Regions from separate parts of the Arachis hypogaea genome. Here region 2 is linked to region 1. The links are chromatin contacts, called in public Hi-C maps. All regions are on one chromosome and are shown on one strand. The core of a region is the stretch at or near the end of the contact, and the rest is flanking DNA. Distances in the headings are between cores, read along the strand shown. Region 1 holds the start of LOC112755634 (replication protein A 32 kDa subunit A). Region 2 overlaps LOC112755635.

What was found. A called contact is a pair of places that touch in the nucleus more often than the background predicts.
Region 2: a contact with region 1 is called in a Hi-C map of an unstated tissue, with 3 times the contacts expected there. The contact joins the enhancer-like site here to the promoter of LOC112755634 in region 1. A contact is called at or near these places in 2 of 8 Hi-C or Micro-C datasets (leaf and an unstated tissue).

Annotation. Positions count from the first base shown.
Region 1 is chr6:110,009,638-110,015,977 of arahy.Tifrunner.gnm2.J5K5, reverse strand. It overlaps LOC112755634 (replication protein A 32 kDa subunit A), which reads right to left and starts at 2,353. Exons shown (of 10, transcript XM_025803848.3): 1 at 2,245-2,353; 2 at 1,827-1,937; 3 at 1,526-1,623; 4 at 1,346-1,387; 5 at 1,169-1,246. The coding sequence starts at 2,349. It overlaps LOC140173518 (a long non-coding RNA gene), which reads left to right. Exons shown (of 2, transcript XR_011862672.1): 2 at 2,183-2,631.
Region 2 is chr6:110,079,458-110,085,216 of arahy.Tifrunner.gnm2.J5K5, reverse strand. LOC112755635 reads left to right here. Exons shown (of 4, transcript XM_025803851.2): 4 at 5,268-5,565. The coding sequence ends at 5,354. Among protein-coding and RNA genes, the nearest start is that of LOC112755635, 5.7 kb to the left of the region's middle. Within about 2 kb of position 4,251, at least 1 of the 3 cell types and tissues checked has open chromatin away from gene starts, as enhancers often do.

The sequences.
Region 1 (6,340 bases), core at 1,104-3,603:
CACCAAACTGGCATGTTACAAATATAAAAAATTTGGCCACAATGATTAAAACATAGATTGTATTTATGCCACACGTCAAGGTAAAATGCCATAAGAACATAAGACCTTAAACTAGCAGATCAATTTTCCAAATATGCAAATCCATCAAATAGACTAACAACCAAGATTCAACCCAAAGTTCAACATTTGCAAAATAAATAAATAAATAAACATGAGGACGCTGATCACAATCAACAAAACATCTAAAATGAAAGTTCCAAGCCAAAACCATCAAAGAGTTTTGAACAACATGCATCATATAATCCCAGTAAGACAATGAGAAATAAGCTAAAAAATTATCAAAAACTAGGCTATTTTACTCGCATGATTGTAAAGGCACTCAATCAGACAACATAAATAATGCCAAATCATCTTTAAGACTAAAATCAGTACACACATTCTGTAAGGAATGGTTGGCAGCCCACGATCAATTCATTCATATCAACTAGTCAACTACAAATGAAAAGGAAGTGAAAAAAAATTCTCAAAACTTAACCAATTAACAGCAGCAGCTGAGACAAACATAATCAAGAGGTACTCAGCTAGCATTAACTTGCATACACATTCAGTGCTTTTTAATCTTTGTATAATTTTTTTTTAAACATCAACTTAAAATATAACTTTATCCAGCAAAATCAAACACAATCAAGAGAAAGTAACTGCTAGTTCTGATATACCCATTAATGAAACATCTTTAAGCAGCCATGACTAAATGCAGTCCAGGAAAACTGCACCCTAATGTAGATTAATAATGAATTCCTAACTCACTGGGAACACCTGCTGATTGGCAAGAACTCTAGACATCCAAATCAAAGCAACTAACAGCTGCAGGTGATGCCTAAATGAAGTCAGTAATCAGTGTAATCTTTTACTGAATTCAACGGTTGAGACTTGAGCTCAAATGCTTTGGGTCTCTCTTGCAATCCTGCTATATGTTAAGGGCCTAAGCAATTGGATCAATTTTAGTGATCATCCAATAATAATATTTTTTATTTTCCAAATATTTAGCCTTCAGTTAGGCATTCTGTGGAATTACATTTGGCACGCAACAAACTAACATGGTAAATCTAAAAAGTGAACCATGGCACAATTGATCATAGCATACAACAAATGGATCTAGCACACATGCCTGACTGAGAAGACAACAAGCTGCTTCACACCTTGAAAGCTTTTCAAGTGGCCATAAACACGAACATACATACCATCCCTATCATTAAATAATTTGATAAGGTAAGAGATAACAGATGTAGATAGAGACTATGCATGTTGCCAATAAGCACTTTAACATCCAAAGTTAAGAACTTACTGTACTTCTTCCATTTCTTTGGTGTCAAAAGCCTCATTGACCCTAGCCACATTGTCAACAAGAAAGTCAAACTCTTTTCAGCTCTCCAAAATACATCGCCTCATATAGTCAAGTTCACAAAAGCCACTAGCACATGTATTAACATTTATTTTAGATAGAAATTAGAAAATGTGAACTTACCATCTTCGGCATTTGATTCGTCCAGTTCCATCATCCAAAACAAAATTAACATCAGTGGTTCTCTCAGCTTTCTCAAACATCATTCCAACCAATGTAACCTGAATACACAGGGTCAAAATAGTACAAAATAAGATAAATTTATTCTGTCCTTCCAAGATCCGGTTTTAAACTACACACTTGTAACCAAAAAAAAAATACCGTAAAAATCACCAGGAGAACAAACAAATCCAAGTTCATACATTTTTAATTAAAATTTGAGTATCTGACAGATAAAATAGCACAACAGCAGCTAAAACCTTACATTGTTTACATCAATACCGTTAATCACAAAATTCGATTTTTCATCACCAGAATGCGAAGCTTCACTTATCTGCTTCACTGTCACCGGAATCAAACCCTGAGTTTCACGGCTCTATAAAAAAAAATTAAAATTTAAAAAAGTCAAAATAGGTCGAAACCACAAAAAAAAAGGGGTTAGTCAAGAGATTTAACAAGCGAAAACACAATAATACTGCACAGTATTTCATTACCAACAATCTTTCAAAAGGTAAAGTTGCAATTAAGCTTTCGATGCAAACCAAAACACTTTCTCCTTGTTATAATTTTCCCCTAATTTAGCTTCTTCTTTTTTTTTTTCTACGACGATTTCCTTTTCAGAGAAAAACCGAAAACTTTGAGAAAAGAGAATGAGAATAGAAGTGAGAGAAAGAAGAGTTTACTTTAGCGGCGGAAGGGGATGAATCATTGAGGTTGGTGGATTGGGATGCCATGAAACCGCCGCCGGAGAAGGCGGTGGTGGCGTCGAACTGGGAGCCAGAGAACATCTTCAAAACCCTAGAAAGAGAAAGAGAGCAGAAACGAAGAAAGAAGAGTGAAGAAACTGAGAACGCGATGCGAATAGATGAAGTGTTCAAAAAGGGAAATGGGTGCTTTGTTTTTACTTTTTGGTTTTTCCCGCCAATAATGCTTCGATTTTTCCCGCCGTTTTAGGGTTTCCTTCTTTTAACTCCCTCTTGTCCGATACTCCGATCAGATCTAATCTACTGAATCTTTGATTCAGACCCTTTTCTTAAAATGAATAAACTGCTATTTTATCCTAAGAAAAATCAATTCCAAAACAAATGAAAAAAAAAATCTTAATTCTTCAGAGATTATTTTCATTTATTCTATAGAATTTCATTATATACTTATTGGGATACAGAGTTTTAAACTATTATTAAATAAGATATTTACACAACTTAAGAAATAATGGATAATGTGTATAGGCTAGATTCAGTTCATAAGTAATAAAAACTTTATTAGAAAAATATTAGTAATTTTAGTTCATGGTATATATAGATAAAATATTATAATATAATTTGCTTAAAGGATAACCAAAATGCATCTGAATTATTTTGATGGTGATAAAAATATTTTTGAATTTTTTTATTAATAAAAATATTTTTAAATTATTTTAAAATACGATAAAAATGTTAAAAAATTATTATTTTAAAATAATAAATGACTTTTGTATTTGACAAACTACTTATATATTTAATCCAAAATTTTATAGAAATATTTAGATAATTATTTAAAAAATACCCAAAAAATTAGATAAAAATTTGATCTCTAAATTTTGTTATTTTTTAAAAGTAGTATTAGTTATCGACAAAAAAAATATATTTAGCACAAAAATATCAAATTTTAAGGATAGAAATATTTTATTTTTCTAACAATATTTGCAAAAGATCACATTAAAATTCAATCTCTAAAATATATTTTAATAATACATATTTAGTATTAGGCATTTTTATCACGTTTTTAAATAATTTAAAGATATTTTTGTTGATAACAAAATTCGAAAATATTTTTGTCAGCACCAAAATAATTTGAGTGCATTTTTCGTACTTTACCCTTTGTTTAAAAGAATAGGGTAAACTACCAAAAATACACTCGAATAATTTTGTTGCTGACAAAATGCACCCTAATTTTGCTATCGACAAAAATATTGTCAAATAATTTTAAAATACGATAAAAAATCCAACATTAAATATTTTAGAAATTTAACTTTGATGAGGCTTTTGCAAGTATGGTTAGAAAATTGAAAATTTTTTATTTTTAAAATTTGGTGATTTTTTGTTAAGTATATATTTTTTTGTGATTTTTTATATTGATGCAAAGATTAGCATTAGATGATCAGAATTCAGACCCTCTAAATGTGCTTCAATATGCTCTCCTGATGTAAGAGGGCTTCCTAAAGTCGCAAGAGAGTCAGCAACATGTTTGATCTTGAACACATACTCAGAGACAAATAATCCATGTTTCTTGTTGAGTTTCAACTATGCATTGAGTTGTTTGATCTTATACATGATTGACTCGACGAAGTAATCTTCAATCTTTTTTCATATTTAAAAACTATAAGCACTGCCTACCATTTTGTTTTTGAAATTCAGATCCATTGATGCCAGCATCTATGATATGAGATTGTAATCATCTTATTTTCGCTGTTTGTAGTGAGTAAATTCTTTCCTAGCAATTCAATCTTCTTCAGAAAGGTATTGAGGAAGAATTTTTTCTAATAGAAGATCTTGTAAATCTTGTCTATAAACGATAATCATAACTTATTGTAATCAAGTATTGTGATTATTTTTGCCAAGTTTGTCTCCAATTGAGGTGAATAGTCATTGATTCATAAAAAATGCAATGGTAAAAACAGATGTGACGATATTTTAAAAATTACTGTTACTGTTGACAAAGTTAGAATTAGAAGATAATTCAGCTATTGAAAAGTAGAAATTTAAACTCTACTATCTCAAGAGAATTGAAACATGTAATTTCAAAACAAAAAGATGAACAGAAAATAAAAACATGACGATGATATATACAAATTAGGCAATAAAACTAAAAAAAAAAACTTAAAACAATTTAGTAACGAAAAAAATATAGTAAAACAGAATTGAAATTATGTGAAATATGCATTACACACCCTTTAACAACATGAATTCTTATTTATACATGACTCATTAATTCATACTAGCAGAATTTTACTTTTTTTTTTCTTGATATACATTAATACTACTGATTAAATTTGTCTTAGTATTTACTACATCTTTCATAGAGAGTGGCGATACATTGAAGGTGTTTACGAGTGAAGTGATATTAGATTCATCTTAGTCAAAACTCAGTCTTAATTCTTAAATATCGATGGATTTATTTTTTAGATTTTCATCTAACTCTAAACCCTTGATAAATTTTATTATTTTTGGGTAATGATAAAATTTGAGTCTTGATTGAGTTAAAATCGAGCTTAGATAAAGTTAAAACTAAAATATTAAATTCTGTATATATTTAATTTGTATGGTAACAAAAACAATTATACAAAAATTTTTAATATTAATTCATCGTATTTGAAAAATCAAACATACTCATTATTAAATATTTATAGAGTATATACTCATTTTGGTCCTCAAAGTATTTTAAATTTGACACTTTAGTCCTCAACTAAAATTAATTACTTGATTGGTCCCTAACAATTAATTCCGTCAGTCACTTAGGTCCTTTACTCCATTAACTCTAACGGAGAACAAAATAGTCCCTGACAACTCTAATAGGGGACAAAATGGTCCCTGATCTCCTATATTCGGAAACGACAATGTTCTCTCATAATTTTCATCATATCTCGCATAATACTAACAGTCTAACATTGTAACTTCAAACTACATAATACACACTCTATAAATTTAATGTTCACGAGAAAAAATTCTCAACTTGTTCTCAACTAATTCATACTCAGGAAACTAATGCCTATGTCTCTCAACTAGTTATCGTATTCGATGGATCCCATGAATCTAGACAGCAAGTCTGATTTGTTAAGATCCGTCGTCATCGTTGTCATCTCCCTCTTCCTCTGCCCTATCATCTCCATGACCACATTGTCCACCACTCTAATCGCTTCCTTTAGCTTCTTCTCTGAACCAATATTTAGTAATCGCTTCAGTTTCCATATGAGCGGCAACGGCAATATTGCTCGTTGTACTGATAACTTGGATGCGAGGTCGAAACTGTTTGCTAACTTGGACTTTGAAAAAAAAAAAGAATGAAACACTCAGTGTCTATTTCAAATGATAATTTGTATATGATGGCAAAGGAGAATCTTTTCATGATGTCCTAGTGTCTAACAATCTATATTGGTTGCCAAAGAGTGGAGAAAGGCGTCCCCTTGGAGTAGTTGTGGAACTTGGTCTTAAGGACGTCGTGAACATGTCGGAGTTGGAGGTGATGTTATCGAAGACATGAAAGTGGATGCTTTTGGTGGGTGAAGTGCAGAGGAGGTGGATGTATCAGTCACAAATATTTAGGAAGTGTGTGGTCTATGACATGTTGAGGTAGGTGTGACACATGTGACAATTACACCATGGCTTAATTTTGGAGTTAAAGAGGAAGAAGGAAACGATGAAAAAGAAGACTGTGAAGGTGAAGAAGGAGAGTATGAATGTTAGGGTTTGCGATATATGATAAAAATTGGGGACGAACAGTGTCGTTTTCGAATAAAGGGGTCATGGATCATTTTATCCCTTGTTAGAGTTGTCAGGGACTATTTTGTCCTCCGTTAGAGTTGTCAAGGACTATTTTGTCCTATGTTAGAGTTAACGAAATAAAGGACCTAAATGACTGATGGAATTAATTGTTAGGGACCAATCGAGTAATTAATTTTAGTTAGGGACTAAAATATCCGGTCTAAAATTCTTTAAAGACCAAAATGAGTATATACTCATATTTATATTATCACAAACGATATATTAAGTGTCATCATCAAAATAAATTAATATATGGCAA
Region 2 (5,759 bases), core at 3,002-5,501, 67 kb before region 1:
TGATACATTTGTAACTCAATGTATGTAGATACAACTCACTTCCAAATACTAAATTTTGAAAGTGGCATATTTTGGAATTGAATAACTAATAACGATCAAACAAATTTCCATTTGAATGAAAAGTGTTCGTATAGCATGATTCAATATCAATTGTTTACCGAATATCACTTGTACATGGCATGGTGGAATCTGAGGCTGTCGCCATATGGGTAACGTTGTGTTGTGGAAATAATGGCCGCAATAATGGCAACGTCATGGCAGTCCACAACGTGAATGGTGGTGTTGGGTGGAATTTCTTTTAGCATTTGAGGGTTTTTTGTCATTTAGAAAACCCTAAAATCTAACGTTAGTAACGCTTTATTTGATTTATACCATGAAACATAGACACGATATTTGTGTGCGTGTGTGTATTGTTTTGGCAAAACTAATTAAACACGGCACACAAATATTCAAAAAGACTAACACCCACCATCACTACCTCCACAATCTCATCTCAAATCACCATTCTCGATCACTCTTATTCAATCATGTTCAATTAAAACAAAACAACAATGATTATCAATACAAAATGCAATTTGTTTAATTAGATAATAAACAACAATAACAAGATGTTTGAGAGAAAGATATGGGGAGTAATGCGGTCACAGCAGAGGAAAAGGGCAACTGGAGGAGATCAGATCTGGCAGTGGTGGGTAGTGGAGACAACTAAAATGTAGCAGATCCAAGCGTGACCCAGATGCCATGTAACCCGCGTGATTAAGACAGAGCAGATCTTGATGTGCTGAACATGTAGGAGGAAGAGTCGGTAGAGAGAATAAGGAAGAGGGCAACTAGAGTAGGCGGGAAAATGCAGAGGAACATGAAGACAAAGGCAACGAGGAGGATGATCAAGTCAGAAGAGGGGGGAATGATGCAGATTGCTAAGAGAGGCAAGGTGGGAAGAGGGAGGAGGGGAGGTTGACAGGCTGTGACTAGTGGTAGGGAGGGAGGAGGAGAAAAGATGTGGATTAGGGTTGAAAGTTAAAGGGTAAAATTGGAAATGGGAAAAGATAAGGGTAAAAGTGTAAAAAAAAGTCCATGTTCATCTCTAAAATTTGTATTTCAACTTAAAAGAGAGATACTAATATGTGCATTTGTGTCTTATCAAATAAATAGTAAATGCATTTGGTAACAATAGACACAAAGACATAACAACATATAGACGTAAACATACACAAATTTTGTGTTTGGTAACAATATACACAACAATACACTATATTCATATCAAAATATCAAATTTACCTTCATCAATAACATCACTACCACCACCATCATCAACATCTACAACCATCGTCACTACCACGATTAGATTCATTATCATCATCATCATCTATTATTAACAAAAAATCTTGATAAATTTCTTGACAATAACCATTTATGTATCTCAAAAAACAAAATGACCGAGGCAAAGGTAGTAATCATAGTAATAATCCACCAAAATTTAAAAAAAAAAATAGAGAATGAGAAAGATTGGGGTGACGGCAATAGAAGGTTAGAGAAAGGCAATGGTGGCTGAGTTGCTTGAAGGCGATGACAGTTGCAAATTGGAGGAAGGCAAGTAGGCACTTGGATGTGAGTGTTCCTATGTCGCGAGGGGAGCTGTGAGTTGCTGGGCCGTGAGAGGTGGACAACGACCGCTTTGCAACGACGCCACAAATTGCTATCTTGTGAGGGTTGGATGGCGGCGGTGCTGTGATTTTGTTGTTTTGTGAGAGATGCATGGCAACTGTTGCAGTGGTGGGCGACAGATCTAGATGAGTCGCAAAGAATGGCGGTAGCGGCGGTGGCAGAGGAAGGAGTGATGGAGGGAAGAGGGGAGTGGAAAAAGAAGATGGAGGAGGGAAGAGGGAAGAGGGAGGGAGAGAGAGGAAGAAACACTATTAGAGTTTTGGGTTAAAATTGAAATTTAAAAATTATTCAAGGATTAAAAGAAAAAAAAAAGTGTCTTGTGTTTATGTCTTAGTGTCTCAGATTAAAGGTGGTACACAAATTTGATGTATTTATGTCCATCTGTGCCCTTTTGTGTCCATCAAATTTGTGTTTCACCAAACTAACCGGAAGACGTGTGTTAATCATGTACATGGGCAGGGTGGGGGCGGGGGAAGCCTTCCTGCTCCCCATCCCCGCCCTCAGATTTGCTCCCCATCCCCGTACCCATTTCCCACCGTGGGGGAATATTGTTCCCCATCCCCATTTTCCACGGGGCTCCATTCCCTGCGGGGACCCCATTCCCTATCTACATAATAGTTCTAATTAATTATTAATTTCCATATGAATAGAGCTGCAAGTATCTATCTTATACAAAAACTGCAAGATTTTATACAAAAAGTCTAAATGACACGATAGTGACTTCTTTCGAAATGACACAAGAGGGGGGACGTAACGACGAGCCAAAGGACAAATCAGTGGATGAGGTGGGAGACGTGGCAACAGAGAGGAGAATGAATACGACGACAGAATTACAAAAAGGAACGCCGCAAATAGAAATTACAACGCGGTAAGGGTGATGACACAGTGAGGTGTGACGATGCGATGAGAAGGGTGGCTGCAGAGAGGTTGGATGGAGTATGGACAGCATTAGGGATCTCTGAATTGAAGAAGGGTTATGCAAATAAAGATTAGGAGTTTTGAGTTTCTATATATGTGTGTGTGAGAGAAATGACTAAAAAACATATGCGAGAAATAAACTATTAAGGATAATTTAAGAAATTTATAAATTTCAGGGAATAGCGGGGACAGGGCGGGGATCCCCGCTCGGGTCCCCGCGCATGCTTCGGGGGAATTTTGTCCCCCATCTCCATCCCCGCAGAAAAAATTCTCCACAATCGGATCTCCATTCGGGGCAGTTCCCGCAGGAATTCCGCTTCTCGAAAAATTTTGACATCCCTATGGACAACAACCAAACGTTGCCAATGTCTGTGTCTTCATTGTTTTGATACAGTAAACACAACCTTAGGAATTATTTGGTCAGTGTCGATGTCCAATTGAGAAATGGACATAGTATCACGCATTTACTATTTATTTGATAAGACAAATTTTTAATGGACTCAGTGACATAAAAATGCACACATTAGTATCTCTCCTTTTAAGTTGAAACAGATTTTAGACATGGACATGGATTTTTTTGACACTTTTGCCCTTATATTTTCTTATTTCCAATTTTACCCTTTAACATTCAACCCAAATCCACCTCTTTTCTCCTCCTTCCTTCCTTCCTCTCACCCTTGTCTACTCCTCCTTGCCCTCACCCAAATTTGCCACCTCTCCTCCTCGTCCCTCCCTACTACTCGTCATAGCCCGTCAACCTCCCCTCCTCTCTCTTCCCACCATCCATCTCGTAGCAATCTACATCATGGCCCCTCTTCCAACTTGATCGTCCTTCCCGTCGCCTTTGTCTTCATGTTCCTCTACATTTTTTTTCCTACTCTAGTCGCTCTCTTCCTTATTCCCTCTACCAACTCTCCCTCCTCTACTAGAATCCGTCTGTCACACGGGTTACACGGCATTTGTGTCACGCTTGGATATGCTTCGTTTTAGTTGTCTTCACTACCCACCACTGCCAGATCTCCTCCAATTGCCCTTTACCTTATTAGTGTCTTGACAATCAAACGGACTACAAGTATTCATGTGCATGTGTCTGTGCATAAATGCTCCGTTTGGTAACAATAGACACAATGCAGTGGACAGAGACACAAAGATATAGATATAAACATACACATGTTTGGTAACAATATACACAAGACACCAAATTTACATTCATATCAAAATACTAAATTTATCCTCCATCCGTAACACCACTATCACCACCATCATCTACAACTATCATCACTACCACTATCAAATTCATCATCATCATCATCATCTATAGTTAACAAAAAAAATCTTGATAAATTTCTTAAAAAAAATGACAGAGAGGGAAAGGCAGTAATCATAATAACAATCAACCAAAATAAAAAAAAAATCGAAAGAATGAGAGATGGGGTGACAGCAATAGAAGGATAGAGGAATGCAATGGCGGCTGTGAGTTGTTGGAAGGCGATGGTAGTTGTGAAACGGAGGAAGGTGAGTAGGCAAGGGGCTATGAGTGTTCCTATGTCGCCAGGGGTGGGCCTTGCGAAATGTTGGGTCGTAAAATGTTGGGTCGTAAAGGGTGGACGACGACAGCGTTGTGAGTTGTTGGGCCGCTAGGGGTGCACGGCGACGACTCTACGATGGCGTTGTGACGGTTGCAGTGGTGGGTGATAGAGACGAATGGCAAAAACTGGCGGCATCAGCAGTGGTAGAGGGGGGAGTGATGGAGGGAAGAGGGGAGTGGTAGAAGAAGATGGAGGAGGGAAGGGGGAGGGGGAGAGAGAGAGAGGAAGAAACATTATTAGAATTTAGAGTTAAAATTGAAATTTAAAAATTATTCAAGGACAAAAAGGAAAAAAAAATTAGTGTCTTGTGTCTATGTCTTTGTGTTTCAACTTAAATGTGGTACAAAATTTTATATATTTGTGTCCATATGTATCTTCCCGTGTTCATCAAATTTGTGTCTCATCAAACTAACAAGAGGATGTGCGTTGGCAACCAAATGCTATATGCACATAGATACAGATGCACATGAATACTTGTAGTCTGTTTGATTGTTAAGACACTAATAAGGAAATATGAACACATTTGTCATCAAATACTAATTTTATCTCTAACGAGGAAGTTGTTGGTGATCAAAGTGATGACAGTACAAAGTCAAATTTCAAAACTTTTGAAGGGACAGAATTGTATTAAAAATGTGTCTCATCTAATAGCTGTGTCCTACTATCTAACAAAACGTTAAATAAATTTATTTTGTGTATCGTGTGTCAGCGAGACCTTCTGAAATGTGCGTCTTATTAAACAAATGTCATGTCAAGTATCTGTATTCTAGCTTTCTGGCAATACCCTAAATACATCTCTGCAGCATTGCTATTGCTGGCGGTTGGCCTCGTCGTCCTCCACTCCAAGTGGTTTTCCTTTTCCAACTTTTCCCTACCCCTGTTTCGGTGACTCTGTTCTGTTCCCCTTGTTATATACAGAACATTAGTTTCGTTTCCCCTGTTGGTAGCCACCATCCGGAATGAAAAATGATATGATATCGGTATCATTCACTGCATATTTGTTGTTTGCCAATTAAAAGAGACCCCAAATTCTTTTTATTTGTCCAGTTGAACCAATGCATATTTGATTTGTTAACCATGCTTTTGTTTCAGGACATGAAACGTCCGTTTAAACCAATGAAGGATCTTGACATGGAGAAAGTTATCTCTGACATTGCTGAGGAGATATCAAACACCTGACGCTAGATAGGTATTATTCTTAATGGTTGAAAACTGTCTATAGTTTGTAGTTAACTAGCTGCTTTTGTGGTTATTTTGAGATGACCAAACTTGGAGTCTCATAATTTGGTGTCAACTAACTGAATTACATTGAGGTTTCATTGACTGTATTTTGGTCATATTACAATATATCTTGTCAGTAGTATTTAGTATACTTCATTATTTGTGCTAAGATTGTTAATGTTTCTACTTTCTAAGTTTCTATATTTTCTCTGTTGTTATTTCTATCTCCTATCTATTGGCAAATCAAAGGATTCCATTGACATGCTCCTTGAATTTCATATTGATATGATAAGTCATTTTCGACTTTTTTTGATGCATTTATATAAATTGTATTTTGATATAAACATACATTATATTCGAATA